3 separate regions of the Zea mays genome follow, and regions 1 and 3 are each linked to region 2. The links are chromatin contacts, called in public Hi-C maps. All regions are on one chromosome and are shown on one strand. Each heading gives the region's core, a stretch centred on a gene start, on an enhancer-like site or on the middle of the called end of the contact. The rest is flanking DNA. Distances are from core to core; before and after follow the strand shown. Region 1 holds the start of LOC103636246. Region 2 holds the start of LOC542641 (40S ribosomal protein S24). Region 3 holds the start of LOC100192730.

Region 1 (3,781 bases), core at 1,084-3,583, 310 kb after region 2:
CAAAATAAGAAATATGGATGTCTTATTAATGCTAATTGATGCCAGCAGAAGTTATTCTGTGGAGTGCTGATAAAAAAACTTTTTGTTTCAGTTTGATGGGTTCATTGACCTTGATGCATATGATACAATAGCAATGAAGATCAAAGGGGATGGAAGATGCTACATATCTACAGTGTGTTTTCTCACACAAGACTCACTCTTGAATATTAAATGTCCAGTCAGTATTGTTCTTCAGAATCTGAAATCTTAATAAGTACAGATATACACGGAGAATTGGGTGAATTCACCCGGGCAACAAGAAGACAACTCGTGGCAGGCTTTTGTGTACATACCTCCTCAAGACAGATGGGAAGTCTTGAAGGTAAATTATCGTTTTCTATCGATCAACATCCAGAGTATGTGACTTTTTTTAGTGATGAAGAAACCGTTCCCATTCCATACAGATCCCTCTTGATCGCTATTTACCCACATGGAGAGGAAATGTGATCCAGGCAAAGTTGGAAATGAACCCTGCTCGGATCGTGGGGATGTCTCTCTCTGTAAACGCAGAAGGCGGTGTTCCTGGCGCCAAGACTGGGCCTGGTGATTTTAGGCTTGATGTTGCTTGGATCAAAGCGTTGAGAGCTTTGTGAACTCCACAAGTCATAGTTTTATTTCACATCGGCCCTTTCCTTCTTTATCACCCTGCCCCAGTGGCGCCGCTGAACTCATCACCCGACCACAACCACAGGAGTAACCATAGCACAGATTGCCAACTCCTTTATGCACTTAATAATGGATTTTGTTTTGCTTCTGAGGTTTATGAATAAGTGGTAGAAAAATGGAGCATTTAGTTAAGGTGCCCCCTTTGGACAGATGTTGCTTTTTCTCTCTCTCTAGTATCTGATCGGCCGATAAAACGAGTGCATTCCACCCGGACGATAATGCGAGAGTAGGATTCAGTTTAATTCTTTGACTGTTAAGAGTACTACTGTTTGATCGTTTGAATTATACACGTTCATTTGAGTAATTTTTTTTTCATTCAAGGTGATCATGTGATTTAACATGACCACTTGTCATATTTGGTCCCCGTATGAGATGTGTAATGTGTGGGGATATTTTCTCTCTTTAATACAAAGAAGGGCAGCTAATCTTGTTTTTTGAAAAAAAGAAGAAGCTAGCACTGTTGCAGTATCCAGAATTGTCAGCCTGCTTAGATTGCACGTTTTGTTCGTGCTCAAGTGATTAGATTAGACGCATTTTGCGCCAAGAATTTGTTTGGCTAAACTTGAATCTTAACATCATTTTGTATTGGTCGGGAGTTGAGAAGGTCCCAATCAATATGGAATGGTATAGATCGAAGTGACCAAGTCCTTGCTGAGAAATGTGTACGCGGAATAAGTGAATTAGGGCGCAGCTACAGTAATCAAACAGACGGGTTTAATTTACCCGTGGCAGTGAATGGAAACTTGTACGTGCCTAATAATCTGCACGTTTTCCTCGAGTTTAACCCTTCCAGACATTCAGACTGGACTTTTCAGATCGAAGAACACGTACATGTTTTCCGCCCAAAATGCAAGTGGGTGGAGTGGAGGATCAAGCAAGTAGCGAATTCAGACATCTCCCTTTACAAGTGGAGGTGCAACGTGATCATGGACCAACAGGAAAACGAACGAACGAACGAAACGAACGAACGAAACAGGCAACGCCGCCGATCATACAACTACAAAGACCCAAAAAAAAAACGGTGAATGGTGACGAGACGACTAGTCGACGAGTCCTGCTTGAATGAACACTGCTGCATGTGCGCGAAACAGAGGAGGGGACGATGGTCAGCCTTCGATGAAGCCGGTGACGCGCAGCACGGAGTCGCGCAGGTGGCTGAGCTCGCGCGCGCCCGGCCGCAGCAGCGCGCACGGCGCCTCCTGCCGCCGCCGCGACACCAGCACGTGAGGCGGCACCATCGTCGCGGCGCTCCAGTCGCGGTCGCGGTCCCCGTCCTCGTGGCCACGGCGCCTGGCCGAGCTCGCGGGCCTCTGGATGTCCACCGGCCGCGAGCCCGCACGCGTCGTCGTCGTCGGCCTCTCGCTCCCAGGGACGCCGCCTCGCGGTCGCGGAGCCGGAGCCGGCGTTCTGGACCGCGGCGCCACGGGCGGCGACGAGCTGCAGCTGGGCGTCGCGTCGTCGCCGTCTCCCTCGTCGTGGGCCGTCTCAGGCCACAGCACCTCGCGCTCGCACAGCTCCTCCGCGCTCGCCATTGCGGCCGATGGACTCGCTCCCGCTCAGCGCGCGGTTCGGGGTTGCTCTGCTGTCTGGAGGAGTCTGGGAGGTGGAATGGACAAAGAGGTTCTCGTGCAGTACGAACCGGAGCCCGGGGAGGGGCGAGTATATATAGGCGCGGCCGTGTTCGCTCCCGGCTGCGCGAAGCTTCGCGCGCACGGCAGCCGCGTTGTGTGTGTGAGCCCCGTGGGAGACAGCAGCAGTAGTAGTATATTATGCGCAATTACATACGCTACAGTACTAGTACTATATAGTACTAGTACTGTATTCCTCCCATATATCCCATTCATGTGCCACGTCAGCAATCTCTCTCTCCATATCTCTACCCTCTTCAGCGGTCTCCTCTGTATTCCTCCCCCTATATACATTTCCAACCCAACCGTATCCGCACCGGTAGCTTTCGGACGATATCGCGCGCGAGCGTGGAGGAGAAGTGACTGGCCGCCGTGGGATAGCGTTCCTCTGCATCTAGAGGGAGAGAGAAGAATGCTACCGGGTAGGGGGGCTCGTAGAGAGAACCGCTGTGGCATTTAGCGTTCAACTGTAGCCGCTGAAGTAGCGAGGGGGAAGCAGTACAAGGAAGCGTTGAAGACAGTCTAATGCGCTATGCCACCCCCAAATAATTTTGGGGATTTCTTTACAAGATGACTTTGGAGGGGGCTGCCTACGAAATCGTCATCTCCGTGCGTAGCGTAGTAGAGTGGCGCCTAAGCTATTACGGGACGATGATACGTACTGGTCCACCGTACGCACGCGTGTTTGAACCAGCAAAAATGCAGAGAATCGAAACCTCCAAGGAGAGCACATCCGCTCAAGCCCACATCCGAAAAGAAAAGAAAAAAAAAACCTTTCTTCCAAGGTGAGCACTGTCTGTTGGAAATTTCAGAACACGACCGTGTCAGTTTCTTTCGGTTAGTTGCGCAGTGCCCAGAAGGCCAGAACTAATACTACTATAAACGGCTGCAACAAGCAACAACGTACCTCCTGTTCTACGCCAACAGTTTCAGCAACGTGTAAACGTACGCGCGTTTGATCGAAGCTTGTGTGAACCAGATGCATGGGCGAACGCGCATGCCTCCTGTTCTACGCGTACGTCTAACAGTGTTGAACCCACATAAAGGCCACCTCGAACTTCGTATGAAAAAAAGATATGCAGAGGAGTTCAAAAAAAATGCCTTTGCCGTCAACTGTTTGTAACCAACAATTAATGAAATCAACAGTCAGTCTCAGAGACTACTGACTCATAAACAGCGCGATATACGCGTACGTCCAACCGTTAACAGGATCGTAGACTGAGTGTGAGTGGACACGCTTGCTTTCCGCATTGATGACGATAAGCTAAGCATCGAGGTGGCCGGGCAGCCAGACCGACGACGACGACGGGTGCCGGCCGCCGCCGCGGCCGCTGGCTGAGGGCTATAAGGCTAGGTCTCGATGAAGCCGGTCATCCGCAGGACGGAGTCGCGCACGCGGCGCAGGTCCCGGCCCTTGAGCGTGCGGCCCTGGCCGGAGCACACCGAGG
Region 2 (3,757 bases), core at 1,035-3,534:
GTTCGCGACGGCCGGCCACGCCGTGGGGACGGCGTGGAACCTCTTCAAGATCCGGAAGGCCGTCACGCCATCGTCCTCCATGCCCGGGAACATGGTCAAGAGCGCCATCAAGAACAGGAACTGACGTCGGCACCAGACAGTTGCTCATTGTGCTCCTCTTGATGATCATATACCCAGAATGATCGGACAGTAATTCAATGCGCTCCTCTTACTCTGGATGATAATGTACCCATAATGGCGTGTAACTATCGTGTGTGCACCATCGACATTAACAAATACTTGTTCCAACAACTGATAACATCATGCCATTAAGGCATTCACAAATGTAAGAAAAATAGACTAGCCTTGAAAACAAAGGTCCAAACAACTACCGAACTGCAACCCAAAACTAGTTCATGAGCAATCACTGTTCACTGGCGCAAATGCAGCACGATCAAAGCTGATATGGATCAGAGGTGAGCAAATGACAACTGCATGACAAAATGGATTGGCTTGCAAATGACACAACTGCATGACAAAATAGCCTTCTCATCTCACAACATGCTACAGCCAATCCGGGTAGGTTCACATCCAGGAATTACAAAACTTCACTTACTGCTGAGTGCGGAACAAAACCTAACACGACCATAATTATGACATTGCAACTAGACGACCACCCAGAGTTCAGGACAGTAATACAGAAATATAAATGACTGTTTACTTCTTCTTGGCGTCACCAGCCTTGGTCTGTAAAAGACGTAAAGCATGTATTACACACGTGGCACAGTAAGTAATATAAACTTCACAAGAGGACTGCATGTCAGTAGATAGCTCACCTTCTTGACACCACGGATCTTCTTGGCCCTGTTCTTCCGCTCTTTCATTTGCTTGCGGGACTTCTCAACCTTAGTAGCAAGACCATTCTGGCAATACAAACACAAAAATTCAAGCAGATGAATAGCCTCAGTAGCGGCAGTATAGTGAGCATCCATCAGGTTCACGTCAATCAGAACTTACAAACCAATCATGACATGTCCTTCCAGTAAAGTAATGATGCATTAGTACTAATAAGATCGGCAAAGGAAAAGAGCTGCCAACGAGGACGTATATCACGACCAGTTCTTGTTCAATGTTGAAACTATATTGCATCATGATATATAGACAAGTATCTGGAGTTGACCTATTGTGACGTAAATGTAAATATTATAATGACAAGATTGTGTAGTGAAAACTGTTTCTCAGCTTACAACAAGAATGGAAGGCACGCTACAGCAAAAACTGTAATTTCAGCATAGAGATTGCATGTCCATCGGTTTCTACTACCATGATCTCAATCGCAGGTACCATTTACAAACAATTAGCGTCACACGCATATCAATGTGAAACCATTTACAGAGAAGCAGTGCTAGCCACATCCAATCTCTAGTTTCACAGGTGCAATGATGCTCCTTGCTCCCACAAAAAAACGAAGTGACAGAACAAAAGAGTTTACCATTTACCAAGACATTAGCAACAGCGACACATATGATGCCAGCGGTACTTAATCAGTAATCAGGCATTTTACTGTCCAACTATCAAACTTATATAATCAAGCGTTTATAACATCGTATATATAATCAAGCGTTTATAACATCATAGCTACAGGTAACGAAAGCAAGGGCCAGGCGACAACATACCCTGATGAGGCGGTATTTGGGCTCGAACTTCTTGGCAGACTCGAGGTTATCGTAGATGAGGCCGAAGCCAGTGGACTTGCCTCCACCGAAGTGGGTGCGGAACTTGAAGACGAAGATGGTGTTGGGGTCCTTCACCTCGTACATCTTGGCAAGCCTCTCCTTCAACTCCGCCTACACAAAGAGAACAAGCAGAACAACCCTGAGATCCAGGCCAGAAGCTCCCGCCATATGAGCCGCGCACACAGTACCGGGGCCGATATCTCACCTTGGAGACGTTGGCGCGGCCGGGGTGGATAACCTCAAGCACCTGCAAGAATGAGGGAGGAGAGGCAGAGATTTAGTGAGAGATGGGGACGAGACGGGGAGCACCGATGGAATGATTGGAAGGTGTTGGTCTGATGGACGTCACTTACAAATTGTTTGCGGGCCAGCAGGCGGTTGGTCATGAACTTGCGAGTGCGGAGGGTGACCGCCGAGGTGGCCTTGGAGTCCGCCATGGTTGAGCTAGCCGCACCGCCGTCGGAGGAGAAATGGAGGCTGTGGCTGCGCGAGACGGCTAGAGGAACGAGGGTTAAGGGGCTGGGTGGCGGCACGGAAAACCCTAGGGGTGGGCGAAGCGGTTGTTTATATAGTGGGCTTGGAGATGCCGTTGGTGATGTTTCTAGGTGAAGTACGATGGGCCGTCTTCAAACGGGCCGCCTTATGGTCTGGTCATTAGTGCTTTGGATGGCCTCGGCTGAGTCGATCGAATCTACTTGCATCACAAAAGAGTAAAACAATCATGAAAAATGGCAGAGTGAGCAATTTGGAGTTTTCGAACAAGTTCAATAATATAGCCAACAATAGACTTTATAATATTTCCATGTCAGATATAGCCAACTAAAACTATAGTCTTACAATAACACTAGTTGTACATTTAATACTTGATATCTCTTTCGTTCACAATCAATCTTGGAGTTCGTTACCAGCTTGCTTTGAAAACTAACTAGCATATAACACGTGTTAACGCTACGATCACGCAGAGGGGAAGGGAGGGGTCAGCGGCGACGATGACGCAAGGGGAGATGTGGACGTCGACGGTGACGAGTGAGGGAGAGGGGCAGTGGGACGCAAAGGAAGGGAGAGGCTAGGAGTGCGGGGTCACTAGGGAGAGGGAGGGATGAGAGGTGATCTAAATAACATTGCTCATTAAATTTGAGTAGGAGAGATAGGATTATCTAGCGATCTGAATCGTTGGTTTTGATGGCATGTTAAGTCTGGGTGAAATTTGTTTGTTGGATTTAGTGAAGGGTATGAGTATAGGGGTGATTTGGTTAGGTGAGTTTTGTAAAGTTAAAACTGATAAATTATAGTGATGAATTATAGTGTTATAGATAATTATCTTTAAATATTAGGTACACAAAAATCATATAGGTCCAATCAATCATCATTAATGTTACCTAACTTAAATTGACGACAAAACATATGTTAATCATAATAATTTAGTGTTATCATTGATTAATAATCTAGTGTTATCATTAATCATTAAAACTATATACTTTTTGCCATTAAGTGTTTGACTACATTTGCGAAAGACGTTAGACTAATTTTGGTTCAGAATATCTAAGACTCCTGGTGGAATATTTTTTGCATGCATTGAATGCATTGGTAGAATAGTTTGGTCGCTTGGAAAGTCCAATATATTTTCTCAATCCCTCAAAATCACCGCTCAATCGACTACTGAGGGCTAATTTGACAACTTTTTTAAGGGATTTTCATTTCCGGGAAATTAGTTTATTTTTCTTTAAAAAATAGAAAATTCACGAAAAAATAGAGTTGCCAAGTTTGTAAAATCATCAATCTCTAACACCGTTTAAAAAACAACCTGTGCCACGATAAGATGTAGAGGCAGTACCGCCACATCATGTGTGGCAAAGCAACTGATCGGGCACATTCGTCGTGCAAATGAAAACCCCAACACACATGAAAAAAAAAGCATCCAGGTCTCGAACTACATAGTAATAATAAGATAAACACGGTGCCCCTTTGAGGATAATAAATCACAATTCAGTGGCTAGGTTTGTGAAGAAAAAAAACACAAGCAAAACAGTGCACAGATTGTA
Region 3 (3,415 bases), core at 566-3,065, 380 kb after region 2:
CTGTTTCTTATTCTTAGTATACCACGCTTAGGCTTGTATACTTCGTGGATTTTTCTCTCTCTCTCTTGAAACTAATGGTGAATATTGTTCTATGCAGCTGAATAACGATATTGTCAATGTACTGAATATCTCTATTGGTGCCATATTGGCTGTTCTAACGCAGCAGCTGCTCGTCAGTTGGAGATCTTAATTTTTCCTTTTGACTTAGGTCTGCATCCACTATTCGAATTTTATTCTTGTAGTAGCTGCCATATTTTGCCCATCTGAAATGTAATCATAGATTCACATTTGGGCCCATCCTAACTTTCTCTAGGTTCCGGTCTTTGTTATGCCTACTGTGAAAATGCAAAACTGTCTTTCCTTCAGTTACATTGAGGAGTTCTCTAATTATGCTGTTAACTTAGGCAGATGTTGATTAGGATCTGTTTGATAGAGCTCTCAAAGTGTTTTTTGGGAGCTGAAAACAATTTTTTTTATTAAGAAGTGGGTGATTTTATGCTAATTACGTGAAGTAATTCCTGAAAATAAACTAGGAGATTAAGAGCTGCAAAAGGTACTTTCTTTAAAATCATTCCACACACAGAATTATTTTATGTATAGCCTAGAGATTCATTTTTATCCAAAGAACCACTTTCCAGAACATACTAGTTTTTTTCTATTTTTTTTTCTCTTGCGTGCGATTCTTAAGTTATGATACCAATCAATTTCTATTTCTAGGGAGGTTTTCTTGGTAAAAAAATCGATCACAAATTAAAACTGATGAGTGTCAGATGCCATGTAAAATAAAATAAAAGTAAACTTCAGTATCATGTGTACTTTAATATTACCTCCATTGACGGTGGCTAGTTCATTTTTGAACTAAAAATAGGTATTCATATAAGTGACAATGAGTTCTGAATTTTACATTATAAGATTTAATGGTACGATCGGATTCTATTTCTATTAATTTTTAAATTAAAATTTATTTAGAGTCATGTGAAGAAGTCATGTTAAGAATTATTTGGATTGTGGTTCATTACCAGCTCTATCTATTTATCGTTGAGCAAAGAGCCAAGCTGGCACTGTAGCAGGTGGTGATTGTCCGGTAATCTCGTAACAATAAACAGGGGCTTCCTTTATTTGAAGGCGTTTGATGGGACATGTGCGTCGCGAGGTGACGCGGTTGCAGGCACCTCTCCATCCTTCTGCCAAGCATCACATGGCGCGTGCTTTTGTAGAGAATCCGGCGCTGATCGGTCATCTCAGTGGCTCAGTCTGCAGTGCACCACCCAACACTATTGCCTTCGGTACCAGTAATGCCTGAGTCGAACAGCTTTTTTTTTGTCACGTCGGCTGGGACGTGCCGACGCACAGCCCACACCAGGGTTGGGATTTGGGCCTTTGAGGTGTTGGGCAAAGCCAGGGCTCGCGCCGACGTGCGGGTGCGGGGTCGTTCCACTGCCGCGGCGTGTGACACCTGAATCCTTTGGAGTCTTTTTTCATCAGTGTTCGGATTTCTGTCTTGCACTCTTGTTCACCGCCATCCTACTTCCACAGTTGGCAACGGAGCACGGGAGGCAACGGCCCCCCCCCCTTTTACACTTAACCATCCAGCGATCTCAGTGACAGTGTGTAGGAGTACGGCTGCGTCTCGATTTATAACATTCGCGCTTACCTAAATCTCTCTAAGAATAATGTTCATGTCTGCACTTCTAAATTGATTTATTATAAAAAAAATAAAAATTATAATCAACTTTATGATATTTATTTTTATTATAAAGTATTGGTGTTTTATTTATAATTGATTGTTCTTAAAATAGTAAAGCATAATATTATGTGCTAAAATTGTATTCTCATTCAGGGTGTAGCTAGCGCACGACCAGTCAAACTACGTACACTGTATTACTCGATCCTGCTACTATACAGCAAGAACCTCAAGCGTGCGGTTCCTTGTGAGTGACCCCTACTGGCTACTGCTACAGCGGAGGCAAGATCCTGGATGCGGACCTCCGTTTGTGGGATTACGGCGGGCGACACGAACGCACGGCGAGGCCTTGCCTGGACGGGCCCCGTGCCGGTGCCCCCCCCCCTGTTCTGCTTGTATCTGGCGCGCTTTCTCTCATGTCGCGTCAATCGAGTCGCTCACGCGAGTCACCTGTTTTCTTTACTGGAAGTGCAACCCCCTGTTTTACTGCAAGTGCAAGTGCAAAGGCTTCATGGCGAGACTCACTCTCCCCAGTCCCCAAAGCCCAGAACCCCAGAGCCGCACGCGCGAGCGCGAACACCATGCTGCCGGCGCTCATTGCCCTGCTGCTGTCCCTGCTCCCCGCGGTCGCCGACGCAGCGTCAATGGATCCAACAGAGAGGGAGACGCTGTTCCGCGTCATGGAGGCCGTGTCCTCCGACCGGGACTGGCGCGTCGAGAGCCCCGACCCCTGCGGCGGGCCGTGGCCGGGGCTGGAGTGCAAGCCGGCCGCCGACGCGGGCGCGGCGCGCATGCACGTCACGCGGCTGGACTTCGGCGTGGAGCCCAACCCGACGTGCAAGGACTCGGCGTCCTTCCCTCCCGAGGTCTTCACCCTGCCGCACGTCCAGTCCCTCTTCTTCGTCGACTGCTTCACCAACCCGGCCGCCACCACGGCGCTCGCCCTGCCGCCGCCCGCCAACCTCTCGGCCACCGGCCTGCAGCAGCTCAGCATCCGGGCCAACCCGGCGCTGTCCGGCGTGATGCCGCCGGCGCTGGCCAGCCTCCGGTCGCTCCAGGTGCTCACCATCTCCCAGAACGGCCTGGTCCGCGGCGAGATCCCGCCGGGCATCGGGGACCTCACGTCGCTGCTGCGCCTCGACCTCAGCTACAACTCGCTCTCGGGGCCGGTGCCAAGCCAGATCGGCCAGCTCAAGAGCCTTGTCGGCCTGGACCTCAGCTACAACTCGCTCTCCGGCGCCATCCCGAGCCGCCTCGGCGAGCTGCGCCAGCTGCAGAAGCTGGACCTCAGCTCCAACAACCTCACCGCCGGCATCCCGGACGCCGTCGCCAACCTCACGTCGCTCACCTTCCTGGCGCTCAGCAACAACGGCCTCACCGGCCGTTTTCCTCCGGGCATCTCCGGGCTGCGGAGCCTCCAGTACCTCATCATGGACAGCAACCCCATGGGCGTCCCGCTGCCTTCTGAGCTCGGCAGCCTCGCCCGCCTGCAGGAGCTCCGCCTGGCCGGCTCCGGCTACTCGGGCCCGATACCGGACGCGTTCGGCCAGCTGGCGAGCCTGACGACGCTCTCGCTGCAGGACAACAACCTGACGGGACCCATCCCCGCGGCGCTCAGCCGGCTGGGCAGGATGTACCACCTGAACCTCAGCAACAACGCGCTCGGCGGGGCCGTGCCGTTCGACCGCGCGTTCCTGCGCCGGCTCGGCGGGAACCTCGACCTGAGCGGCA

What was found. A called contact is a pair of places that touch in the nucleus more often than the background predicts.
Region 1: a contact with region 2 is called in a Hi-C map of tassel, with 2.6 times the contacts expected there. The contact joins the promoter of LOC103636246 here to the promoter of LOC542641 in region 2. A contact is called at or near these places in 3 of 25 Hi-C or Micro-C datasets (ear, leaf and tassel).
Region 3: a contact with region 2 is called in a Hi-C map of ear, with 2.6 times the contacts expected there. The contact joins the promoter of LOC100192730 here to the promoter of LOC542641 in region 2. A contact is called at or near these places in 2 of 25 Hi-C or Micro-C datasets (ear and tassel).

The regions. Positions count from the first base shown.
Region 1 is chr8:159,986,137-159,989,917 of Zm-B73-REFERENCE-NAM-5.0, forward strand. LOC103636246 reads right to left here and starts at 2,334. Exons shown (of 1, transcript XM_008658607.4): 1 at 1,438-2,334. The coding sequence starts at 2,237. The coding sequence ends at 1,812. It overlaps LOC109941645, which reads right to left. Exons shown (of 1, transcript XM_020542818.1): 1 at 3,418-3,781. The coding sequence ends at 3,684. It overlaps LOC100273643 (NADH:ubiquinone oxidoreductase intermediate-associated protein 30), which reads left to right. Exons shown (of 9, transcript NM_001360283.1): 7 at 92-172; 8 at 260-361; 9 at 444-827. The coding sequence ends at 632.
Region 2 is chr8:159,680,245-159,684,001 of Zm-B73-REFERENCE-NAM-5.0, forward strand. It overlaps LOC542641 (40S ribosomal protein S24), which reads right to left and starts at 2,285. Exons shown (of 5, transcript NM_001112165.2): 1 at 2,069-2,285; 2 at 1,921-1,962; 3 at 1,656-1,826; 4 at 816-902; 5 at 236-726. The coding sequence starts at 2,152. The coding sequence ends at 697. It overlaps LOC100285164, which reads left to right. Exons shown (of 5, transcript NM_001372180.1): 5 at 1-220. The coding sequence ends at 124. LOC103636240 (SUPPRESSOR OF ABI3-5) reads right to left here. Exons shown (of 16, transcript XM_035961874.1): 16 at 3,619-3,757.
Region 3 is chr8:160,063,077-160,066,491 of Zm-B73-REFERENCE-NAM-5.0, forward strand. It overlaps LOC100192730, which reads left to right and starts at 1,816. Exons shown (of 1, transcript NM_001137930.2): 1 at 1,816-3,415. The coding sequence starts at 2,101. LOC100283913 (putative conserved membrane protein) reads left to right here. Exons shown (of 5, transcript NM_001156811.1): 5 at 98-499. The coding sequence ends at 190.